Linked DNA regions of Mus musculus: regions 1, 2 and 4 are each linked to region 3. The links are chromatin contacts, called in public HiCAR-type and Micro-C maps. All regions are on one chromosome and are shown on one strand. The core of a region is the stretch at or near the end of the contact, and the rest is flanking DNA. Distances in the headings are between cores, read along the strand shown. Region 1 holds the start of Col4a2 (collagen, type IV, alpha 2). Region 2 overlaps Col4a2 (collagen, type IV, alpha 2). Region 3 overlaps Myo16 (myosin XVI). Region 4 holds the start of Abhd13 (abhydrolase domain containing 13).

Region 1 (3,045 bases), core at 185-2,684, 740 kb before region 3:
CAAGGAGCAACAGGTACAGTAAACAAGTCACAGAAGCCAGGGACCACAGGCCTCCCTCTGGTCTGTGGCTCTTCAGGGCCTACTCAAGGTTTGGAAGAGACCGCGGTTTCTATCCCTTTGTCCCCGAACAACCTTAAAGCAGGAGGCTGTCTCCTCCTTGCCCCGCCCCTCCCCAGAGACTCATATTTAAGCAAGATGCTCTCTGCCCACCACAGTGCCTGGACACCACCTCTGAGTTTCTGGAAACTCTTTGCTCCCAGCCCCCTCTGTCCGTGCGCCTCGTGGCCTAGTGATAGACATTCTTCCCTTGCTGCTAAGGCCAAAGCTTGGCAGCAAAAGGTGCCTGAGGCTACGTTTTAATTATTAGCTCCCTAGAGAGGGCCGACTCCTGCACTGCACGGGACGAGCGGCTGGCAGACACAGTAGCACACACCTACAATGCACACGCACACTCAGGTGGGCTCGACGAGCCTGTCTTCCACGAGGCTCCGCGAGCGTCCCAACCCGTCACGGGCGCGGAACTCCAAGCGCCGTGGAGTTCAAGCGGTACTTACCCCCAAGACGCTCTGAGCCAGGAGTCCCACTGTCACAGTTGCTAGCAGCAGCCACCTGCACAGGAGAGGGAGGGAGGGTAAGAAAGCGACCAAAACATGCGGGCCCCAACTTGTCAACTCCTGAAATATGCATGCAAGGTCCCCTTCACCTAGGAGACCAGGCAGAAGGCGACTTACCCTCGCAGGGGAGGGCCAGACGCTTTGAACCGCACTCGGTCCATGATCCCAGTCTTTGAGCTCTAGACTCGGCTCGATCCCTTCCTAACCTGGAGGCAAGAGACAAAGCGGGTTAGCAAAGGTGGCAGGCAGAGAGAGCATCGTCATCTTAGCACCCTGACTCCGCATAATGTCCCTCGTTTCCTTGCGGGGTGACCAAAGTTCTGTCCCATCAGGAGACAGAAAAAGGGAGATTCTTCTCCGTAGGCCCTGCCTGGAGCTCCTCAGCCCATGCAGCGCGATCCCTATTCCCCCAGCTCCGATCCAACGGAGCGCGCAGCCTCAGCCTACTCCGGCGCTACAGGTCCGCGACTTGGGGCCTGGCTCTCTGTGCCTCCCGGGGGTCGCTCTCACCTCAGGGTCAGGAGCTGCTGCCCGCGCGCATGGGCCCCTGAAGAAGCGTTGGCCCGTGGCACACCGGCGGCCAGGCCGGCCTGGCTCTGCTCCGTGGGCGCCGGACTCTCGGCCCCGGCGTGCCTTGCTGGTGCTTGCCCGGGATTGGCGAGCCAAGGGGCTCGTGGAATCGGGGCGCGGGAGGAGCTGGGTGCGGAGCGCAGAGCCCCGGCGTTCGGACTCCCTGCGACACCAAGTCCCGAGCGGCGCGCAGCCTCCGCCTCTTACCCGCGCCGCAGGGTCCTCCCCTTGGAGACGCCGCCCGCGCACTGCCGAGGGGAGGGGGCAGCGCCAACAAATTGGGGAGCTCCTCGGGCGGCGCGCTCAGGTCTCTGCGCAGAGTCACCGCACCCGGGACGGTGAGCAGGGCTCACGCCCGGGCCCTCCGAGACTGAGCACCTCGCCGTGGCCCACGGGAACTGGGCTGCATTTCCCCGCCGTCTCTGCTGGTCCCCTGCCGCCCCGGGCGCGCCACCATGGGGCCCCGGCTCAGCGTCTGGCTTCTGCTGCTCTTCGCCGCCCTTCTGCTCCACGAGGAGCGCAGCCGAGCAGCTGCGAAGGTGAGTTCCCTGCGGGCTGCGCTCCCCAGCCTCCCTCCCTGCACCCCTGACGCCCCGCGAGGCCTCTTTGTCCAGCGCCTGGCGCAGTCAAGCCGCCTGGCCCTCGAGGGTACCGCGGGTGGCACGGCCAGGTGCATTCTTCCCCCGGGTCTCCCTCTCCTAGTCCCTGTGGGCAGCGATCGCACATCCATTACGGAACCTCCTTTGTTATACACTGGGTGCGGGAGAGTTAGGAAGGGACTGAAGCTTAGCGTGTACCACGGCGGGGTGAGGGTACCGAGGAGCCAGTGAGATTTGAACCCTCATCGCCAAGGCTCTCAGCGGCGGGGCGCGCGAGTGGGTCGGGGCTGGAAGGGTGGCCAGGCACACCCCACGCCACTCAGAGTCCTACACTCATGTGCAGGGGGAACCGCTTTGGGTGTGTTTCTGGTTGTTTGGAGACCGTGATGGTTGAGGCTGAACAGCTTTGGGCCGTTTGCCTGGAAACATCTGTATTTTTGCTTTCCCACGACTTTTGTGTAGCCTACGGCACGCTTGAGAACAGACGCGGGGCTCTTCTCCGCATCCTAAAAGTCTCTGCCTCGACTCTTGCCTTTTATGAGTGCGTGCCTGAAAATTATAACCACATTTAGACTTGAGTGTGAAACCAAAGCGAAACTCCGTCGCATTGTTCCCTGCGCAAATTGTTTTTTTTAAGTTTTTGTTTCCTCTGGTGCTGTGCTTGGCCAGGAGGGCGCTGGGAGATGTTTGCAAGAGCCAGACTTCCAGCTCTGGAGGAACCCGGCCAGACTTTCTGCCTTCGCCCCTAGAGAATACACTTCAGCTGCTGCTGCTGCTGTGACAGCCATGCAGGCCCAAAGGCCACAAGGTGTGGCCTCTCCACAGTTTGCCTTCCCCTCAAATGCCTAAAAAACGACGTTTGCTTCTCACCGAAGCTTCCAAGTTTTAAAAGAAACCGTTGCTTAATTGTGCATTTTCCTTTCCTTTTAAGAATTTCACCTCTTTCCTGCAGGAGCGATACTGATCAACTATGCTATAAATTATTAACTGTTACATACTAGAATAAACTGGTAACGTTACTAGGGGTTTTCTTAATTGGGTTTTGCCTCCCTTTCTGAAGAAGGATGATTAATTACATCAGCAACCAACTTCAGAGAGTTCCCTCCTCTCCAGTCTTCACCTTCACCGCAGGTAGCCTTTTAACTACCCATTCTCTTGCTGAGGGTAGTTTCTCAAAAGAGCAGGCTTGATAGGCTGGACCTGCTGGCGGTGCAGGTCTTGTAGTTCTTGCTTCTTGGACACCCGAAGCAGGGGGATCTCAA
Region 2 (2,936 bases), core at 282-2,781, 850 kb before region 3:
TTTGGCTCGCCTCAGGCACCGGCACCTGGCAGCTGCAAGGTAACCCTAGCCAGCAGGGGGCGCTCTTCTCTCACCTTGAATCCTGGGAACCCAGGGATACCGTGCAGGCCTGGGTCTCCTTGGTCGCCTTTCTTTCCGAGCTCCCCATTGACACCGGGAAAACCTTTGGGTCCTGGCAGTCCCGGAAGACCCCCGATGACCTGGCCACATTGGCAGTCTCCAGCTTCACCTGTCGTGATTAGGACAGGGTTGCATGCGTTAAGCTGGGCTTGGACTAGCAGGGGTAGAGGACAGGTGGAGGGGCTGGTGGGAGAAGACACTGAGTGCTGTGATTAAAGGCGTGCGCTGCCACGCCTGGCTTTAGAGTGCCTTTTATGCTGCATATACGTGCTGAGGTCACGGGTAGTCCTCATCCAGACATAAGGTGTTTCATAGGACTTGTACACAGCCCGAAGTTAACTTTACCCACAAGTTTTGGTGTGGCCACTTTGGCTGCGGCCCAGCGAGTGATGCCAGCTGTGGGATTCCCCACTTGCTGTGCCATATTGGCATATTGGTTCTCAGAGAGTTTCAGATTCTGTAGCATTTCAGATTTCAGATCAGACTGCCCATCCTTTACCCTCAGAGAAGTGAATGAAGGGTGGGGGCGGGGTCAACTTGCAAGAGGAGGTGACATGGGGGCTAGGTTGGGGTCACCATCCTGACCTTCCCACCCTGCAGTCCTCACCTTTCCATCCTTTCTGCCCTCGTGTTCCTGGGAAACCTGAAGGTCCCGGGTAGCCCACTCTCCCTTCTGATCCTTTCAGGCCAAACAGGAAGCCTACGGAAAAACACACAGGACAAAAGCATTTGTGAGAGTCGGCCAGATCAGTCAGGTCCAGTGCAGCCTCTCAGCCAAGTCTACCCCAGCTCCTTGCATCTCCAGACCCACACCAGCACCTCCAAGACAGAAGCTTGGACAGCCATGTGGCCATGGTCCCTCAGGATGGAACAGAGACCAGAGCCTGCAAATTTAGCTTTTCTACCAATGTATCGAGACCAATGTCTTTGCTTTTGAGGAACGTTCAGTCCAAACGAAGAATTTGACTTTTCAGCCATGTTGCTGATGGCCGCGCATCTCTGCTCAGCCTCAGAGAATGTCCCCCAAGGTGTGTGTGTGGGGGGGTGGGGGGGTTGGTGTGGGATTAAGATAAACTCAGCTCTCCCTCTGTCCCCTTTCTGGAGTGCATGCCCATCTCTTCTCAGACCTCCCCATTTCTCCTTTCTCCTGCACACATGAACACACATGTAAACCTGCAAACATGGGGGTCCTGGAAACTAACTGGAATTCTCCTAATTGGTACTGGGCATGGTTGACCTCACTAAATGACCTTGGCCCCAATATTCCTCTTCTAGGTTCACTTTTTTTTTCACTAAAGGTCAGAGTTATTAGTCACTACAGTGCCCCAATAATTGCACATATGTATATCAATTGACCAGATGAGACTCCACTAAGACCTCACAATTCTTAGAGGCCTTTGGGAAGACTGCCATCTGGTGGTGGATCCAAGGCTGCGTATCCAGGCGAGATTGGCTGTGCTGCAGGGTAGCTGAGTACCTCTGGACTCCTTTGCTTCTCATTGTCTTACTCTGTAGCCCAGGCTGGCCCCAAACTTATGGTGACTCTCTGGTCTCAGCCTCCCAGGTGTCAGGATGACAGGTATGAGCCACCAAGCCTTATTGCTGCTAAATCTAGTAGTGGTCATAGCTCCATCGAATACCCCAGGACAAGGTAGGTGCTTGTGGCTACACAGGAAAGGATAAGGAGGCAGTGACTTCAAAGGCATGGGATGGTTTGGGAGCGCCTAGGGAAGCAGAGATTTGTAGAAGAGACCAGCGGGCATTGTTCTGTGTAATCTGATCTGGCCTCACATCTAACACAGTCTCTCACTCACTCATTCATCCACCACAAGCCAGCTCCTGAGCCACGCCAGGCAGCAGGCCAGGAGCTGTGTTGGCACTGGGAAGCTGGCCTGCCTCGAGCTGACAGCTGAGATGCAGGGACACAGCTAACACGCTCAGCAAACAAATGTGAAGTTTCAGATTCTAGCTAGCACCGTGAGAGGGAAGCTGGGAGCAGCTGATTTAGAATGGGTGGTGTCCAGGGGGGTCTTCTGAGGAAGTGGCATGGACTGTGGCTGACAGAGGGAGCTGGCCAGGCGGGGAGCTGAAGGGCTCTCCAGAAATGGAACGGAGGGACCAAATGGCCCCTTAACAGTATGGAGCCATGACCAGGGAGTGTGTAAAGGGTACACGGAGGAGTGTTGTCATGGAGGAGGGGAGAAGACCCTCTTGGGCTTTTATTCCTAAGGGCAACGGGAGTCCTGAAGTGTTTTAAGGAGAGAGACTGCACCACACACTGTGAGTCCAGTGTGGAGAGTGAGGTGCCCAGAGACTCCTGGCTCAAGTACAGACGCTATGGAGGAATAGTGGTACCAGGGAATGTGTGGGTCAAAGAGGAGAGTGACAGCGTGGAGATCTGCAGCTCCGCTCTGGGCATTCTTGAGACCCAGTGCTGCTGATTCTAGTGAGAAGTTTCATGGCTGTAGCTCAGAGTACAGAGGAGGAATGGTGATGTTTTCACAGGGCTGCGTTCCCACTGGAGAGGAGAGGAGAGAAGAGGGGAAGAGAGGAGAGGAGAAAGGAGGGGAGGAGAGGAGAGGAAAGGAGAGGGGAGGGAAGGGAAGGGGAGGGGAGGGGAGGAGAGGAGAGGAGAGGGGAAGAGAGGAGAGGAGAGAGACAGAGAGACAGAGACAGGCAGAGAGAGACAAAGAGAGAGAGGTGGGGGAGGGAGGGAGAGAGAGAAGCAGTTAGAGAGGGAGAAGGAGAGGGAGAAGGAGAGGGAGAGGGAGAGGGAGAGGGAGAGGGGGCCACTGAGAAGTCCTACAAAGTATCCA
Region 3 (2,994 bases), core at 352-2,851:
ACAAGATCTATCCATGGGCAAGAGGCCGGGGAGATGCCTCCTATTATTTGAGGTCAAGATTTGCATGAGGCAGACTAATTCCGTGTGGTGCCAACTCATTTGAATGTATCGGATTAAACAACAATAACATTGGAATTTCCGCTTCAAATTTCACACCACCAGTGGAGAGTAGGCACTTGCAGACAAGGAGCATGAGTAAGCAGACACCAATCCTGCTGGTCAGCCAGGAAGCGGGCGCCATCTTGCTTCTCATTGCTAAGCAGTGTCTAGGGTACAGCATTGTACCTGTCACAGAAGCATCAACGCTTTGTAAAATGTTGAATCAAGATACCGCCGCTGCCTTTATTTTCCTGCGTAAGACAAGATGGAATGGGGAATCTTGTTGGGAGTTTGTTTTTTGTTTTTAGTTTAGTTTAGTTTTGTTTTGTTTTGTGGCATGCAAACTGCTGTGGTTATACAATGAATAGTGAACCCTAGCTTCCAGAATCAGCCTTGTTGTGGGTAGTGGGCACCCTATGGGCCTAGACTGGGTGCAGTGACTGTCTGAGGTAAAGACACTTAAGAATATACCTTTCCTGTTGAAGAACGTAAACATGAGGTATTTATAAATATTAACAAAGGTTGAGCCCCAGCGTGCACTTCCAGTTCACCCAGTGATGGGGAGTGGTGTGAGAAAAGAAAGACAAAGCATCCCAGACCACAAGGTACTTACTTGTGTAACCTATTCCCTCCAGTACACTCAAAACCTTCCACAGGCCAACTTTAAAGCCCTTCTAAAACAAACAGTATTCGAAAATAAAAACACGGTTCTGTAAGATTTAATTTATAAAATACAGACTTCCAAACTCAAAATATTCTTTATCTGAAATGTTTATATAATCGAGTAGAATATCAGAAACTTATGATGATTTCTACTTGGATTAAGCAAGCCTTAAATGAAAGTGCTACCAGGCTCTGGATCTAGGAAATATCTGTATATCTATGCCTCCGTCTATATTTAAGCCTCTATGTGCCTCTTGGCCTCTACAGAAGGTAGAGCTTCCATACAGTAGTCAACCCAGCTACTGTATGGAAGACATGTTATAGTAGTCTTCTGCTGTAATCATTTCCAAGTACTTGTTTACATCTGGAACGCTCTGGATTCACGGGGTCAGGGAATAATGAAATGAGTGTTGTGCTTTCGTTGTGTTTTAAGGGAATAACTTGTGAATCAAACTCATCTTAGCTCTGTCTGGCTCCCTTCTACTTTTCTCCTCAGACTTCTACCACACGCTGTATTCCGTGGATACCCCATCTTCCTGGGATCCTGTTCAGTGACTTTCAGTTAAGAGTCCATAAAGACAAACATGCCGGGAACTACCACTCAGAGCAATAGCGCCTCCTGGTGTCCTGGCCAAGCCTCCTTTGCCATTTGAAAAGGGCCTCACATTTTCAAAGGAAGCAACGAGAAATAATTAGCATGGTGATTCTCAGATCATCAGAAGAAAACCCTGTGGCAGTTAGCTGAAACTTTAGCTCTTACAGGGCAAAGGCAAATAACTATCTGGTCATATTTCACCTCAATGGCTTAACTGGTCTAATTCTGTCTCTGGAATTTATAGGACTGTTTACCTGTAACCCGAAAAGTACATATTCAACAGTCTTGAGTTTTCTCACCCAAGCTCTGTGACTGTTACTGTCACACGGAAGCAATAAAATATGTATTTAACCCCTCTACCCCTGGTCTTTTCTCAGGCAGCATCAAGGAAAGAATTGTGGAAAGAGCTGTACTGGACAGACCCACTGCTCTGTCAGGCTTTGTAGAGGAACACTAGGCAAGCTTATCTTTTCTCTGAGCCTCTGTTTCCCCACCTGTATTATGGGCATATTCGTAGTAGTTAACTCAGAATAGAGTGTGGGAGCAGCAGGCTGTTAAAAATGGTGCCTGAAGCCCCCCACTGCTGTTAGTCCAACATGGCTAATCTTTTCAGTCAGGTCTATGTGCCTCTCCCCACCCCCAACTCTGTGTTCTGTATTATTAGAATGTCCATGATTATTTAGCTCACAAGAAAAATCTAAAGCCTGGAATGTTGACTTGTGCCTGTTAAATCCCACCACTCTGGAAGCTAAGGCAGGAGGGTTGCCATAAGTTGGAGGTCAGCTTAGGCTACAAATTGAGACTCTGTCTCAAAGATAAACAGAAAGTGAACTATTTTAATGTACACTGTTATTCATGAAATCCTACAAGGAGGTCTCCAGAATAGTCCTGGGATAGAATTATATACCAGAGAACCGACCTTACTTCTGTACACAATTTCTCCCTTACTATTGCATAACACATTTGTGTTCAAAATACCTGCAACGGGAAATTCACTGACAGTTTAGTGCTCTCCAAGTCACCATGCTAAAAAGCAAAAGAAACCCTGTGAGCCCACTCTGCAAAACGTGCGCGCCAATCTCCAAGCTTCACAGCCATCCAGGTATTAATGGGAGCTACCACTGATGCCTGCCAGAAGGGAGACTTAGCCACACACTAGATGACTTTAGATATAAAAATGTCTTTCAAAATAAAGATTCAAGAGAAGACGATTGGGAGCCTGAGCTGTGATTCACTATGAATGGTAACCCCGGGGATCCCTCAGTAGAAAGTGGATTTTCTCTCCTGAGGATGAAACCCTGTAAGCCTTAATAATCATGTAAGCTGCTCCAGCACACGGCAGGGGCATTAAATCTCTCCCTTCCCTATCTTACCATAACCCTTTCACAGTCTCAGAGATCGCCCTGCTCTATCTCAGGGGAGCATGTCACACAAGCGTATAAACCCATTTCCCTCACAGGCTTGGGAAAATTCCATTAAGTGTATGTTGGGAACTCCTGCATCTGGGTGGGAACAGCCGAGGCTCATGTCATTAAGATTCCTGATATTACAGAAGTGATCATAAATGCTTCAAAGCAGCTTTTCTTTCCTTTTCTTTTCTTTTCTTTTCTTTTCTTTTCTTTTCTTTTCTTTTCTTT
Region 4 (3,217 bases), core at 546-3,045, 600 kb after region 3:
CATGTAAGACTGTAGAGTGATAGGCTACTGCAAACAGGCCATGTTTTAGAAGTTACCATAAGTTGGCATTTATTGTCTTTTATTAAGCAGACTTCATAGGAGGCCTTGAGCTCCTAGGCTCACTCTGAATGTAGGTTGCTCTTGCTGTGGAAAACACTGCACCTCTAGCAAGCTGATGTTAGGAATACACATTACTTTACGATCTAAGACTTGTAAGACTAAGTGGCACATACTATATATAATAAGGTATTAGGAAGCCTGCCACTCACCAAACATTCTAATTACAAGAACTGGGGCTTGCCCTAGATCTAAAGTGGGGTGTTTTAGGGGCCTCGGGTTTTCCTGAGGCAGATCAACAATTATAAGAAACTGGAATCTTGGGAGGATGAACGAACTAGAGAAACAAAGACTTGACAGCCCAGTGCCTGAGTTTCTGAACTGTCTGGGAGAGCATCCAACGTTCCGGCGAAAGGCAGCAGGCCAAGTGCTACCTGTGGCTGTACATGTACAAGTCAGCTAGCCTTCTGCTTGCCCGGTCTTTCTAATACCTATTTCCAGGATGTGGTGATAAAATGCTGCCACCTCTGAGTCAAAATTCAAGCATTTTCTTATCTATCGCAGCAAAGCAAGTCTCAGTAAGCACTGCGAATCCCAGTTAAATCACGGCAGTGACTCAAGTTATTAGAGTGAAGCTTTATTTTTCTGTGGAGACCCAGCTCAGACTACAGGTCCTCCAGCAAGCTTTCCTCGGACCTCGTTCCCAGTGTCACCAGTTCCATCCTGTAGCCTGGGCCGACTCATGTGGCACTATTTACTAAGGGGGTGATGAGCCTGCTTATATAGGCTGGGAGTTCCGTGATGGCAGTGACCTTATGTTACTCCATCGGACGCTTTCAACGCGTAGCAAGGCCGAAGGTACAGAGCAAGTCCAACTCAATCCCAGCTCAACTGAGTCAAGTCTTTGGTAGCACAGCTGTGACATAACTCTGCACTGCCAATCATTAATTCTCAGTGAGATAAAACAGTGCTTTAGAGAAGAACATGTCTAAGCACACACACACATAAGGACTAATTCATGCCAAAAGACAGAGCAGATCGACAAAAAACAAAACAAAACCCAACGTTCAAACTTAAAGCCAGTGTGTCACTTGGTTCCTGCTGCCTGGTAGACAAGTGCACAACTAAAGGTTTACTTTAGGTTGCCAGCTCAGCCAAGCACACTCCCTGATGCATTCTCGCTTCACACCAATGGCTAAAAAAAAAAAGAGGCCCAGTGACTTCAAGTGTGCGACAACTCTCTGGATTTTATGGCCCCGTCGCCCGCAGCTGCGAGGTTAGCAGGTCTGCACCTGTTACAGACAAACGCGCCCAGTCCCTCCGACCCAAGCCCGGGGTTTGCTGGCCGACTGTTCTGGGAGTAGATACGGGCTCCCGAATCCGAGCTGCGGGGTGAGGAGGTCGGGGAGGCCGCCCGCGTCCCCGCCGCACTTACTCAGGCTCGCGGGCGGGCTGCGCAGTCGGCCGCGGGCTCGGAACCCGGCTCCGCGCTGCAGCGAGGCCCCGCGCCGCCCCCGCCGCTCCTCATCGTCTTCCTCCCGCCGAGGGGCCGCCGTCGCCACTGTCTAGCCCGGAGCTCCTGCGGCGCGGCGGGCCCAGCTGGCGCAGCCTCCACTTCCGGCTCGCGCGCGGTGTCCCTGGCAAATAACCCCGCCGGCCCCCACATAACCTGTTCTCCAGCTTCCTCCCGGGAGCGCGAAGCCAACCTGTGCACCCCTATGCGCATGCGCAGGACACTGGGCTCCGCCTTCATGCTACGGTAGCCCGTAGGGGCAAGATACATCTCGGCGTTTCCAGTCAACTGCTGCCTGAACACATTTCGGAGAACAAGGAGTTTCTCTTCTCTCCTCTTCTCCCCTCCTCTCCCAAATGTGCCTGCTCTTGGCTATGCTCTTTCACTTATCTGCACTAAACTTTCTCTTCCACCATGCCTAACTTTCAGGTAGTTATGCCCTTCCTTTTTACTTTTTTTTCCCCCCACTCTGAGGATAAAACAAATTTGGTTCTCCATTAACCATGCAGCTAAAAAGCACATTAGAGCAAGAGCTTTGAATTAACTAATAGCTTTTCTCGGCTCATAATTTGTGGTTCTTTCGTATCAGTAAAGCAGAGCCCGACCTGTGCCTGACGTCGGAGCGCAGGAGCAGTTGAATAAGACACGGATGTGTAAGAGTTGTACAAGCTGTACGAGCACCGCTGATGCTCCTGTACAGTAACGTGTGGCTTTGCAACACCACAGGGAAACTATCGTGAGACTAAGGGAAACTACAGAGAAAATAACTGGCCACACGGAGCCGTAGGATCTGGCCCCACTTTAAACTAGCCCTGGACTGTCGGCCTTGTGAAATGCAGCGTAAACACATTAGACAACCCCTGAAAGCAATTGACACTCTAGTGTCTCACCAGGACTGCAAAGTTTCACCTTCAAAGAAAGTGTTCCCCACACTTTGCCTATAATTTCTGAACTCTTATTGGTGGAGTAGGGCAGGTCATAGCCACCAATGCCAGTGGAAAGTAAGAGTTTCTGAGACGTGGAGCGTACGTTTATACTTCTATTTTGAGTATCTAGTATAGTTATTGAGTGACAGTAAGGTGTTCAATAACACTATCAGCTAGCTTTATTCCAAATCACCGAGCACCATTGAAAAGCCTTTAGTCCATGTAAGTATGTTTCTGCGCCATGAATTATTTATTACTATGTAATACATAATTATTTTTATTATTATGTATTATTTCTGCACAGTGAAAAGGCTACCAAGAACACAGAACCTGAATTAATTTTGCAAAAGTCTTTTTCTGGAGCCCTAGACTTTTTAGGTGGGAGGATTCTCTTCTGTCCTGGAAGTCTTCAGAAGCCAGTCCTGTCAGGGCAGCAACCCAGGCTCCAAGTTCCTCAAATTCGGCTCAACGATGACATCCAGCGGCGAGGGACCGAACATCCTTTGCTACAGGCAGAGACAGTGGAGGCGCGCTGCGCAGGCGCTCTGAGCCGCCGCGCCGGCCCGCCCCTGCCTCGCCTGTGCCTTTAAAAGCCGGCAGGCTCGCCTGTTCCCACTGCGCCTGCGCGGCAAGCAGCTGGCGGAAACGCCCGGCCGGCTTCTTGTGGCGGCAGCTTCCGGTCGGAGTGGGGCGGGGCAACCTCTGCTAAGCAAGTGGTGTG

Evidence for each region. Hi-C and Micro-C count contacts between places; a contact is called where the count stands out from the background. HiCAR-type assays count read pairs that join an accessible place to other places.
Region 1: a HiCAR-type map of astrocytes shows a contact between it and region 3, with 3 times the contacts expected there. The contact joins the promoter of Col4a2 here to the enhancer-like site in region 3. A contact is called at or near these places in 7 of 39 promoter capture datasets (embryonic stem cells, hematopoietic stem and progenitor cells, liver and 1 more), 3 of 115 datasets of contacts at active chromatin or transcription factors (astrocytes, embryonic hindbrain and embryonic stem cells) and 2 of 9 other capture datasets (embryonic stem cells and liver).
Region 2: a HiCAR-type map of astrocytes shows a contact between it and region 3, with 2.7 times the contacts expected there. The contact joins two enhancer-like sites. A contact is called at or near these places in 1 of 39 promoter capture datasets (stem cell-derived epiblast-like cells), 2 of 484 Hi-C or Micro-C datasets (differentiating embryonic stem cells and embryonic stem cells), 1 of 115 datasets of contacts at active chromatin or transcription factors (astrocytes) and 1 of 9 other capture datasets (embryonic stem cells).
Region 4: a contact with region 3 is called in a Micro-C map of the HL-1 cell line, with 2.6 times the contacts expected there. The contact joins the promoter of Abhd13 here to the enhancer-like site in region 3. A contact is called at or near these places in 8 of 39 promoter capture datasets (the 3T3-L1 cell line, 3T3-L1-derived adipocytes, the C10 cell line and 4 more), 2 of 484 Hi-C or Micro-C datasets (the G1E-ER4 cell line and the HL-1 cell line) and 1 of 115 datasets of contacts at active chromatin or transcription factors (pancreatic cancer cells).

What each region holds. Positions count from the first base shown.
Region 1 is chr8:11,311,194-11,314,238 of GRCm38.p6, reverse strand. Col4a2 (collagen, type IV, alpha 2) reads right to left here and starts at 1,434. Exons shown (of 48, transcript NM_009932.4): 1 at 1,125-1,434; 2 at 732-820; 3 at 555-609. The coding sequence starts at 775. It overlaps Col4a1 (collagen, type IV, alpha 1), which reads left to right and starts at 1,413. Exons shown (of 52, transcript NM_009931.2): 1 at 1,413-1,723. The coding sequence starts at 1,640.
Region 2 is chr8:11,418,461-11,421,396 of GRCm38.p6, reverse strand. Col4a2 (collagen, type IV, alpha 2) reads right to left here. Exons shown (of 48, transcript NM_009932.4): 21 at 728-820; 22 at 75-229. Among named protein-coding and RNA genes, the nearest start is that of E230013L22Rik, 58 kb to the left of the region's middle. Within about 2 kb of position 1,531, at least 83 of the 459 cell types and tissues checked have an H3K27ac peak or open chromatin away from gene starts, as enhancers often do. A contact at or near this core is called in astrocytes, where this site is marked.
Region 3 is chr8:10,572,673-10,575,666 of GRCm38.p6, reverse strand. All of the region lies in intron 32 of Myo16 (myosin XVI), which reads right to left. Among named protein-coding and RNA genes, the nearest start is that of Gm32330, 99 kb to the left of the region's middle. Within about 2 kb of position 1,601, at least 14 of the 459 cell types and tissues checked have an H3K27ac peak or open chromatin away from gene starts, as enhancers often do. A contact at or near this core is called in the HL-1 cell line, astrocytes and pancreatic cancer cells, where this site is marked.
Region 4 is chr8:9,976,295-9,979,511 of GRCm38.p6, reverse strand. Abhd13 (abhydrolase domain containing 13) reads right to left here and starts at 1,795. Exons shown (of 2, transcript NM_001081119.1): 1 at 1,493-1,795. Lig4 (ligase IV, DNA, ATP-dependent) reads left to right here and starts at 3,201. Exons shown (of 2, transcript NM_176953.4): 1 at 3,201-3,217.